Regions from separate parts of the Mus musculus genome. Here regions 2 and 3 are each linked to region 1. The links are chromatin contacts, called in public promoter capture Hi-C maps. All regions are on one chromosome and are shown on one strand. Each heading gives the region's core, a stretch centred on a gene start, on an enhancer-like site or on the middle of the called end of the contact. The rest is flanking DNA. Distances are from core to core; before and after follow the strand shown. Region 1 holds the start of Hjv (hemojuvelin BMP co-receptor). Region 2 holds the start of Lysmd1 (LysM, putative peptidoglycan-binding, domain containing 1). Region 3 holds the start of Cers2 (ceramide synthase 2).

Evidence for each region. Promoter capture Hi-C pulls out the DNA fragments that hold promoters and counts their contacts.
Region 2: a promoter capture Hi-C map of liver shows a contact between it and region 1, with 2.2 times the contacts expected there. The contact joins the promoter of Lysmd1 here to the promoter of Hjv in region 1. A contact is called at or near these places in 2 of 39 promoter capture datasets (liver and pre-B cells).
Region 3: a promoter capture Hi-C map of liver shows a contact between it and region 1, with 8 times the contacts expected there. The contact joins the promoter of Cers2 here to the promoter of Hjv in region 1. A contact is called at or near these places in 2 of 39 promoter capture datasets (liver and pre-B cells).

The regions. Positions count from the first base shown.
Region 1 is chr3:96,523,174-96,526,796 of GRCm38.p6, forward strand. Hjv (hemojuvelin BMP co-receptor) reads left to right here and starts at 2,012. Exons shown (of 4, transcript NM_027126.4): 1 at 2,012-2,157; 2 at 3,256-3,429. The coding sequence starts at 3,342.
Region 2 is chr3:95,132,550-95,136,172 of GRCm38.p6, forward strand. Lysmd1 (LysM, putative peptidoglycan-binding, domain containing 1) reads left to right here and starts at 1,539. Exons shown (of 3, transcript NM_153121.2): 1 at 1,539-2,447. The coding sequence starts at 2,268. It overlaps Scnm1 (sodium channel modifier 1), which reads right to left and starts at 1,463. Exons shown (of 7, transcript NM_027013.2): 1 at 1,296-1,463; 2 at 1,009-1,079; 3 at 651-739; 4 at 468-562; 5 at 276-364. The coding sequence starts at 1,346.
Region 3 is chr3:95,313,486-95,317,108 of GRCm38.p6, forward strand. Cers2 (ceramide synthase 2) reads left to right here and starts at 1,705. Exons shown (of 11, transcript NM_029789.2): 1 at 1,705-1,860. Anxa9 (annexin A9) reads right to left here and starts at 1,695. Exons shown (of 14, transcript NM_001379545.1): 1 at 1,318-1,695. It overlaps LOC115489748, which reads right to left and starts at 2,311. Exons shown (of 2, transcript XM_030252979.1): 1 at 2,272-2,311; 2 at 1,259-2,079. The coding sequence starts at 2,311. The coding sequence ends at 1,277.

The DNA of each region.
Region 1 (3,623 bases), core at 762-3,261:
GTATTGGAGCTCCTAAACTGGAATTACAGTTAGTAATGAGCTATCATGTGGGTGATAGAAGTGGAACCTGAATTCCCTGTAGGAGCAGCAAGTGCTTCAACCACTAAACCATCCTTCCAGCCTCAAGAAACTGTTTTTTTTTTGCACGTATTTTGGGTTTCAGAGTATATGCCACTTTGCATTTTATAGACAACCTAGTATGTCTTAAAGTCACTTGATTAATTTAGTTGGGGGATGTCTTAGTCAGGGTGTGTATTCCTACACAAAACATCATGACCAAGAAGCAAATTGGGGAGGAAAGGGTTTATTCAGCTTACACTTCCACATTGCTGTTCATCACCAAAGGAAGTCAGGACTGGAACTCAAGCAGGTCAGGAAGCAGGAGCTGATGCAGAGGCCATGGAGGGATGTTACTTACTGGCTTGCTTCCCCTGGCTTGCCCAGCTTGCTCTCTTATAGAACTAAGACTACCAGCCCAGAGATGGTCCCACCCACAATGGGCAGGGCTCGCCCCACTTGATCACTAATTGAGAAAATGCTTACAGCTGGATCTCATGGAGGCACTTCCTCAAGGGAGGCTCCTTTCTCTGTGATAACTCCAGCCTGTGTCAAGTTGACACACCCAACCATCCAGTGCAGGGAAATTTTATGGAATAAAAGTTCTTGGGATGTGGGCTGGTGAAATGGCTCAGCAGGTAGGTAGAGGAACTAGCTACCAAACCTCACATTTGGCCCCTAACGCCCACATGGTGGGAGGAAAGAATTGACTCCTATAACGTTTCTGACATCCACATAGGTACACACAGACACACAGAGACAGACATGTTCTAAATAACTTAATGTAAAAGATTATTGTGATATGGTCTTGTATAGTTGAGAAAAAGCTAAATTCATTATAAAAAATACATGTGCTCCCACACTTCTCTTGTAAAGTGTGTGTGTGTGTGTGTGTGTGTGTGTGTATGCGTGCCTGAGAAGGGACCATGTACCATGTGGACCTGTAGAACTTCATGTAGAGCTGACAGGGCCAGAAGCTTTTGTGACACACTTTGTAATCAGTCCTGTGCTGCTTTCCCTTGGCAAGTACTGTGGGACAGTGTCCCAGAAATGCCACCAGGTGAAAAGACGGACATAGCTAAAACCCTGATTATAATTGAATCTTCAAACAGTTTGTCTATAAAAGTATATTCCCAAATGTCTTCCTTCTGAATTCACCTATCTAACGCCACTCCTCTGTGGATCAGTAGTGTTCAAAACTGACTCCGATTCTTCTCTCTGCCTCTGTTACTACCCCGGCCCCGGCCCCTGCAACCTGGAAGCTTCTGTTTTTTGTGTTTGTATTGATGAGGAGGAGGGAGGAGGGATTGTTGCACAAACTAGTGTAATGGAAAAGGTGGAGAGAGAGTAGACAGCTGCAGAGATCTGATCTGGGCAGACGGAATAAACCCTTCTCGAAACAATTCTGCTCTCGGATTTCTCGGGACAGCTGGACCTTTCAGCTTCTGAAATAGTTGGCAGAGATGGGGGAGGGTCTCTGAACTATGCTTGCCGTCCATCTTCAAAGCCGGCCACCTCAGTGTATTATGTGTAGAAGAAATTCAATGGAATCCTCAGTAAAGAGAGGATGAGAGCAGTGAGTGACTGGCATCACACAAAATCACCACCAGCAGTCTTAAAGGCATTACTGGGAATACTGAGTTCATTACTGGGAATGCTGGAGGGCCTGAGTGGCAGCTTATAAGCTACAGTTGGATATATGACTTGGCCATCATCTTTCTTTATACTCTCCCTCCCTTGGTATCCAATATTTCCATATTCCATCCTTATTTTGCTCATCGTTCCTGCTGCCTTAGCTCCCACACCCCACTGCCACCAACGTTCCTGGAATTTTGGACCTAGCTATTTTTAAAACTGTCAACTCAGTAGGCACCTCCCTCCTCCTCTCAGCTGTCCAGTACTTGGGCCAACCATATACTCTCCCTCCCCCCTCCCCCCACACCAAACCTCCTCTGGCTCTCTGACCTGAGTGAGACTGCAGCCATTCCGGGGCAATCATGGAGAAAGAGATGGGGGACCCCCTGGCTGGAGCAGACCAACAGAATAGGCAACTATGGCTCGAGAACCCAGTATCAGAGTAATGCTTGACCTCGGGAAACAGTAAGTCCAGATGAAATGTCGATCACTTTGATAAGCTTTTGGGTCAAGGCCAGAACTTCATAAAGTTACAGACATCTGTTCTGAAAACTAAGATCTCCCCTTAGCAACTACCCCAGTCTTCACTTTTCCTCTTGCCTAGATGTTTTCTAATCCATGGCCATTTGATGTTTAATGCTGCCTCTCTCTGGCTTTCCTATTTTCCTCTCCATCTTATTACACCAAGACCTTGGGAGAGGGGGAGGGGGCAGTGCTAAGGACTGGGCCCAGGGCCTTGAGCATGGTAAACACTCAGCTACCATCGAGTTACACTCCCATCCCTACCTCAAGACCTCTCTGACCTCCTGCTCATATGCTTATCCCAAAGTAGGGTTTTGACAGGAGAAAAGGAGACAGACCCTCCCCCATATCTGTTCTCCTCAAAAGACCAGGAGTGTCTGGATTGGGCTTTTCAGCTGGGTCTGGAAAAACACATGAACTGTTAGACAGAAACATATATTAATTTGAATGCTTGATTTGTACCCCATCCTGTGAGAGGGATCGTACTGTCAGCCCTCTGGAGAGGCTGAGAGACCGGCTCTCCTTTCACTGGGAAGGTGATATCGTAGACAGGGCGTCTGCCTACCATGTTACCCTTTGTGCCCTTCTAACACAGTGAAGAAAATGAAACGGCAGGTGGTTTCTGGTGGGAAGGATCCATAAGAAGTATGTTCTTAAAGCGTGATCAGATCCTGGTGCTACTGGGGACCCACTGACATGGTCAGAACCTCACTTTCTCTAGGGGTCCTCCATTTTTGGCACATCTGCTATTTGGTAGTCAGGATGGGGCAGTACACTGGACTCTGCACACTGAGGTCACTCAACCTTCCCTCCACCACCACCCCGCCCCCGTAGGCATATTGCACAAGGGACCTGAAGGTGGCCGCAGGGGCAGGGCACAGAGGCTCACCAGCCACGCTCACCCTCTGGAAGCCTCCTTCTTCCCAAGATCCAGTCTGTCTCATTTTTGTTTTGGTCTCTTCAGATGCTCTCTCTACCCACCATCTTGACTGGTCTCCAACCCTTCTCTTTCCCCACACTCAGCCAAATTTCTTCTTCCAGTCACAGAAGTACCCAGAGAAATTCACTAGGTAGGAGGCTCATCATCTGGGAAGAACCGGTGCCTGGGGGGACCTGGCTGGATAGGTATGGGCCAGTCCCCTAGTCCCCGGTCCCCCCACGGCAGCCCTCCAACTCTAAGCACCCTCACTCTCCTGCTGCTCCTCTGTGGACAGGGTAAGGAAGGGCCAGGGAAGGGTTGGACATATCCAGAGGTTAGGATGCTGGGTAGGAATGAGCGCGCGGGGGTGGGGGTGGGTGGGGGTGTGGGGGTGTGGGGGGTGGGGGGAGAGTGAGGAGGGATGTGTGCTGAGTCCCAGCACCTCCCAACTCTGAAAGAGGCCTGTCTTGTTTCCCATTTAACTTGAAGA
Region 2 (3,623 bases), core at 289-2,788, 1.4 Mb before region 1:
ACTGTAGCTGTCTTCAGACACCCCAGAAGAGGGCGCCAGATCTCATTATGGATGGTTGTGAACCATCATGTGGTTGCTGGGAATTGAACTCAGGACCTCTGGAAGAGCAGTCAGTGCTCTTAACTGCTGAGCCATCTGTCCAGCCCCTACCATCATTTAAAAAAAATATTTCCACAAGATTATTATTTCTCAGAATACAATCTGGAGAGCAATAACTTTAAAGTCATCTATTTCCTTCTACCCTTTTCCACTCCTGGCTTTCCCATTCCACGGACCTGTGCTTCCTCCGGCAGCAACTGTTATAGTGGGGAGCTCTGTGTAGAGCATTCTGGGTGATGATTCGAGTCTGGGTTAGCAAAGGAGCCTGGTGATGAAGAGACAGAGTTAGAGCTGTTAGGAGCAAACGTTCCCTCAAGCCTGTTGTGTGAAGTATAGCCCTGTCTAAACCACACCTGATGCCCTCTCACCTCAGTTTTGCTTTCTGTCTTCAATTCGTTCTGCTGTCTTGGATTTTGCTCTGTTCCCTTGCCTGTTTGCTTTTTGCCATAGAAAAGCTTCAGACCTGAGAACAAAAGCAAGGAGGAATGAAAAGCACAATGCCTGGTGGCTTGCTCTCCATCTCCCGCCCTCCCCACTTCTCTGATACTTACTGGACAAATGCTTCTTGCCTGCACGGTGGGCTGTCAACATGGCCAGCGTGTCTAGTACTGGTCGATGGGGGCAGATGGCACAAGCAAAGCTAGGGAAACGAGAAGTGAATGATGTGTGTGGTGTGTGGTGTGTATGTTGTGTGTTCGAGAGCCTGCAGTCGGGGTGTTCTTGCTATGGTGAGTAGGTCCTACTTCTGTCAGAGTACTCCACCACCAACTCCCAGGTTTCCCGATCTCCACCCCTTACACTTCACTTCCAGCCAAAGAGTCCTATTATACTCCTGAACTCCTTAGTGACAAAAGTTTGTTGAGCCTTTGATCCCCGAATCCCCAGGCTTGATCCACTCTTCGCTCTCACCGTCCATCCCGCAGCATCAGTGCCTCGTCCTCAGGGATGTAACTAGCCAGCAGGTCCCCAACTCTCCGTTTCTGCAGGGAGCAGGATAGGAGAAATGAGTAAGAGGGACGGATGGAAATGAAATAGTATGGATAAGGAGTCAAATGGCACACGGGGCTATGCAGATCATAGGGTAGTAGGGGTCACCACTCAGTTCTGGTCCCCTAAGCCCTCCCCTAGATGTCGCCAGAGCAACAAAACAAAACAACAGGGCGGCTGAAGGTGATCAGACTCTCACTAAGGCTTACTTTGAGCACATTGAGTTGACTCCAGTCGTCCCCTTCCCTCTTAAAAGACATAGCGACTGTGAGACTACGATAAATTCCCCTACGCCTACTTCGCTGCTCCTTTAGGCCACCGTAGAAAGAGTACACTATCGCCTTCTCTGCTTCCGGTTTCTTTCTTGTTGAATCTGTACTTCCGGGGATGATGTTCCACGCTTGCGTCGCGCGAACCGGAAGACCCGCCTCCAGCGCCCTGAGGGGGCCTGCATTTCCTACAATACTTTGAGACGCTGTGCCTTTTGGGAAATGAAGTCTTTTGGTTATTTATTTTATTTTTTTATTTTTTTGAAGAGCACACTGCTCACCTGGACACAGGACCTCACATCTCGAAGGATCCAGGTGTTCGGAGACTCAAGATCCTGTATGTGGAGCCGGAATTTCAGGGTGGGACCTTCCTGATGTGGAGCGAGGCGTCAGGGATCTCAGTGGACTATATACTACAAACTCTTGCTGTCCTCAGGCTCGTACTCCTCAGCCACAACCTACCTGGGGTGGGCCTTATTTGGAACAGAGAGGATGTGGGAGCACCCGGCATCCCGACTGTTGGATGTGGGGATACACTGAGGGAAGAGTGTTGATGAGGGTGTCTAGGGTTCAAAGGTCAGAGATCAGGCTTGCGAGGAGTTGGGGAGGGGGCGTCGAAAGTCAACCGGGTCAGCGACTGACAGCTCAGGGAAGATACTTATGGGTAAGGAGCTCGTGGAAAGAGAAATGTAACCGGCCTGGCAGACTTCTTAAGAGACGGACAGTAACTCCAGGCACGGCAAGAAGCAGCAAGAGGAGGACGACGAATGTAGTCTCTCGAGAGTCGGGAGACTGTAGAGAGACGAGAGAAGAGAAAACGAATTATCTGAATATCCATTCCTTGGGTTCGGCCGTCACTGTTACTTAGCTGGGCTTCCCTCAGTTGTGACCCTAGGTCTTGACAGTGAGGAGATGGCTTCTCCCTCTAGACAGCCTCCCCTCGGGGGGTCAGGGCTGCTGCATGGGAGCCGTGCTCGTTCTTATGGAAGCCTGGTACAATCATCCTGCTCCCCAGTGAGGGAAAGACGCCTGGAGCATCAATTGGAGCCTGGAGACACCCTGGCTGGATTAGCACTCAAATACGGGGTAACGGTGAGTCTTCCAGAATTGAGATAGTCCCGAGAAAGTGGGTGGCCCGCTAAGATGCCCCCTCTCACATTATTTAAATTCTATTATGGTCTGTTTTTTTTCTTCCTTATTTTGCTTTCACATCTCAGCAGAGCACTGTTGGGACAGATCTGCCCAACTATCCCAGTGGGAGGAGCAACTCCTGTAGATGGTGAGGGAGGTGGGTGAGTGGGGGCGGGGCTTACAGCCATTAACTGGACTTGTGTCCCTATCAACTTAAGACTGATAAACCAGTTTGATCAAGGTCGAATCACTTAAGTGTCAGAGTAAGGTTTCTGTCTGACTCTAAAGCCGGTACTATTAGCCATGCGGGGGTGGGGTAGGGGTGGGGGTGGGGATGTAGAGACTGGTAAGGAAGAGCTGACTTTTACTAGCACTCTGAAGGTGCCCATTTGTAGTTCTTATTTCCACCCCAAGGCTCTGTTTTCTTTGTGCAGAGGCACAAAACAAGTCCCCTCTACATACTTCAAGTGTTTCAGGTCATCTTTAGGAGAGGTTTGATGGGCATAAAAAATATCTTGCATTAAAGTTGCAGCCTTCCTGTCTATATCCTGTTTTACCACATACAAACAAATGTTGGGTTTAGATAAATTCCTGTGCCACTCTACTTAAAGCATAAGGTAAGCCTTTCTGGAGACACAGCATACGTTTGTCGATGTGCTCATGGAATTTAAATTCTCATGAGGAGCAGAGAAGAAACAAGAAATGCTGTAAGGAATATCCACAAGGGGTCGGAGATCCAGAACTATTGAGTCTTGCTCGGAAGTGGGAGTGGATAGTATTTGATGTGGGGTTTTGTGTGTGTGTGTGTGTGGGGGGTGGATTTTCTAGACAGTGTGGCCTGGAACTTCCGGTGTTCTTGCATCATGACTGCTGAGATTAGGAGTGTGACAACCACACTCTGAGGTGCAGGCTTAGGAGTACCGTCACCACGGGCCTTGAAGACCTAGAAACTTTCCCCTCTGTTCCCACCTACAAATCTGTTCAACCCAGTTGTTTGTATCCTTGTCTTCCAGCAGCCCACAAGCTTTTTAAGAGCTGAAATCAGTTCCTTTCAACATTGTGCCTCTAAACCCTGGCATAGTCTCAGTCATGTGGGAGTTTAAAAGATGATTGAAAGCTGCCAGGCATGGCAGTGTA
Region 3 (3,623 bases), core at 455-2,954, 1.2 Mb before region 1:
AGAGCAGAGTGCAGGGGACAGCCAGGCTTTTGTGGTGTATCATCTGTGCTGGGGTCTCACTGCAAGGACCAAGTGGGCAGACAGGCTGGAAATCATCCACTGCCTCTCTAACTCCCCAAACAGACAAGATCGAGAGCCAAACTCTCACACTAGAGTAGTGAGGTTACATCTCTTCCTAAGATCACAGGCAAAGCCCTGGTGCTAGAAGGCAGGCATACATTGTGAGGCAAGCCTCTGGCACAGGCTTAATGATGACAGACAAACGGCGGGGCTGGAGAGATGGCTCGGCGGTTAAGAGCACAGGCTGCTCCTTCAGAGGACCTGGGTTCATAACAAAGGCGGGAGAGACAGCTCAGCTGTCATGTTCTTACTTACAGAGGACCCGTTTGATTCTCAGCACCCACATAGCTGCTTACAACCTTATATAACTCCAGTTCCAGGGAATCTGATATCCTCCACTGACCTTGTTGGCCACCAGACATTCGTGGAACACATGCATACATTCAGGCAAAACACTCACACACATAAATTTAAAAAGAAAAAACAAAACTATTTTATGAAGGTTTAAAAAAAAACATAGTCTCCCAAATGCTGGGACTGTGCTTGGGCATGAGATGTGAAATTGCACCAGGCAGGGTTTTGGTTTTGTTTTGTTTTGTATTTTTTTTGGTTTTTCGAGACAGGGTTTCTCTGTGTAGCCCTGGCTGTCCTGGAACTCACTCTGTAGACCAGGCTGGCCTTGAACTCAGAAATCCGCCTGCCTTTTCCTCCCAAGTGCTGGGATTAAAGGAGTGCGCCACCACTTCCCAGGGGATAGTTTTTAAAGCATTTTTTACATGGAAGAAGCTAAGCTTAACTCTCCCGGTTAAGGGTCACTTGACAACTTAGTCAAGTTCTGTCCATAATGGGAGTATGGGAGATGGGAGTTAAGGCTGCTGGGCGCTTTCTCTCTCTCTCTCCCCCCCATCCGTCCCCTTATTTATTAATTTATATGAGTACAATGTGGCTGTCTTCAGACGCACCAGAAGAGTGCATGGGATCCCAGATAGTTGTGAGTGACCATGTGGTTGCTAGGAATTTAACTCAGTATCTCTAGAACAGCAGTCGGTGTTCTTAACCGCTGAGCCATGTCTCCAACCTGCTGCTCTCTTCTTGAGGCATAGATTTTATGGGACTATTTAAGGGAAAACAGGTTCTAATACGAAACTGATCACGGCTAACCATAGTGTAGCCTGGAGTACATTTTACAAAAGGTTTGAGTAGCTCTGTTAGGACTCTAAACAGCAGGGCTGGGGGAGGGGGCATTGTGGATCTCACCGTAGGGAGCATCGGGATCTGTGCAGGGTTTTCTCCGCGTGCACCCTTCCTCTGATGCCCAGTGAAGCCGGACGATGGGATTGTAGCATTCAACCCGGGGGTAAATCATGGGCTGAGGTCGCCGACCACACCAGGGCCGCGGGGTTGGGCAGAGGCAGCCAGCTCTGAACTGCTCTGGGCTCAAGCACCAGGGGGTCCCTGACCAATGTCCGGGTGGGCCGCAACCGCGCCACTCAGAGACCCAGGCGCCCTGCGGGGCACGTGCCACCCGCCCCGTCGGGGCTCCTCCGCTCCATAGGCGCAGCGCAGGGTTCCGGGCACCGGGCCCCGCCCGGCCGCGGCCCACACCCAACTCAGCTCCGCTACTGGGCTCGGCCTGGGCTCGCCGGGGCTCGGCGGGCAAAGGAGGAAGGAGGGAGGGAGCCGCGGGCAGCGGAAGGGGGAGGAGAGGACCCGGCCCAGTCAGTGCGCACCGGCCGGGCGCTAGAAGTGGGAAACGGAGTAGCGGCGCCCGGGCCGGAGCAGCTCTGCACCGGACGCCGAGTAAGTCTGTGCGCGGGTCCGCGAGGGTGGCGGGGCAGTGACGGGCGCGGGGGCTCAGGGTGCAGCTCGGAGGGAGCGGGGCCTCCACCGGCTCATGGCGGCCGGCCTGCCGGAGGGCGGGCCGAGCGCTGCTGGAGCGGGCGATCCGGGCCCGGCTGGGGCCTCGGACCAGAGAAGGCCTGCGGGGCAACAGGTAGGGGGACTGGGGCCGGGCGCTCGCTCAGGATCCATGGTACAGACGCCCCTTTGTTAGGAGTGGAGCAGTAGCGGACCTTCGGTGCTAGAAGCCCCTGCGGGCCCGCGTGCGTCCTGGGGCCTGAGTGTGGAGGCCGAGGAGGAACGGTGGCGGCCCCTGCTGTTGCTGCTGTTGCTGCTACTGCTACCGCCGCCGCTGCCGCCTCTGTTTCTGACCCCCTTGTGCCCATCCCAAGAGGGAGGTCAGAGTGTCCATGTGCCTAACGGGAAACAGGAAGGAGTACACTCTTTAGTGTCTGTCCCGGCCCCAAAGGGCTCACATTCCTATACCGTTATGGGGCGTGTTTGGCCAGCTCTGGGTTGTAACTTGCTAATTACAGGCCCAGAGGCCCTCAAGTTAGTTGGCTACCTGCAGGTGGGTGGCATTTCTTTTTAGCCTGAGCTTGGGAATTCCTGTGCCTAAGCTGCACTCCTGGCATCCAAACCAGATCTCACTTATCCGAGTTTCCAGCCTCAGCTGTCAGGGTGTTCTAAGCGCTGTGAGGTCTGGAGTGAGCCGGTCTTCCCCAGAACTGAGTTAGGGAAGGCCTCCCCCAGAAATTACTTCTGTTTGTGTGAGAGCTGGGGTAGGGGGTCACTTCCCATCCCAGAGCTAAGGTGACTGTCTTGCATTTGTGATGGGGCCCCTAAGGTCAAATATTCCGTTCCTTAGGTCTTGTTTCTGGCCACATAGTGCCTAATTTCTAAGGGGTGTGGTGTGGTGTGCTGTGTGTGTGAACTAGTTCTGGTGCCTCTATTCTCACTGGAGCCTCTGACTAGGTTTCTCTCTGTCGCTGGCCACAGGGAGACTGACATTGTACAGTTCCTTTCAACACTACCCCATTTGCCGCTGCTACTTCAACCTACTGGCCTCTCCCTGTCTCTGGAAGGCATATTCTTATATAGTGTTTGGGGTTGGAGCAGGGAAGTTTGTGAAACATCCCAGAGAAGCCTGAGGCCACGGTTGTCACAGCCTCACCCCTTAGCTTTACCAGAATCTGCCCTGTATTTTTGGGCTCATACTTTAGCCCGAAGCAGTTGACTTCTATTGCTCTTCAATATCTAGAAAGAAGTTCTTTTTTTTTTTTTTTTTTAAATGGTTGTTGATTTTGTTTTTTTTTTTTTTTAGATTTATTTATTTCATTATATGTAAATACCATAGCTGTCTTCAGACACTCCAGAAGAAGGCATCAGATCTCATTACGGATGGTTGTGAGCCACCATGTGGTTGCTGGGAATTGAACTCAGGACCTTCAGAAGAGCAGTCAGTGCTCTTAACCACTGAGCCATCTCTCCAGCCCTAGAAAGAAGTTTTTTGTTTTTTGTTTTTGTTTTTTTGGTTTTTCGAGACAGGGTTTCTCTGTATAGTCCTGGCTGTCCTGGAACTTATTTTGTAGATCTGGCTGGCCTTGAACTCAGAAATCCGCCTGCCTCTGCCTCTGGAGTGCTGGGATTAAAGGTGTGCACCACCACGCCCGGCTCTATGTCGCCTTCTTAATGGTTGCTCAGACTTGAGAGCCCTGTGAAAC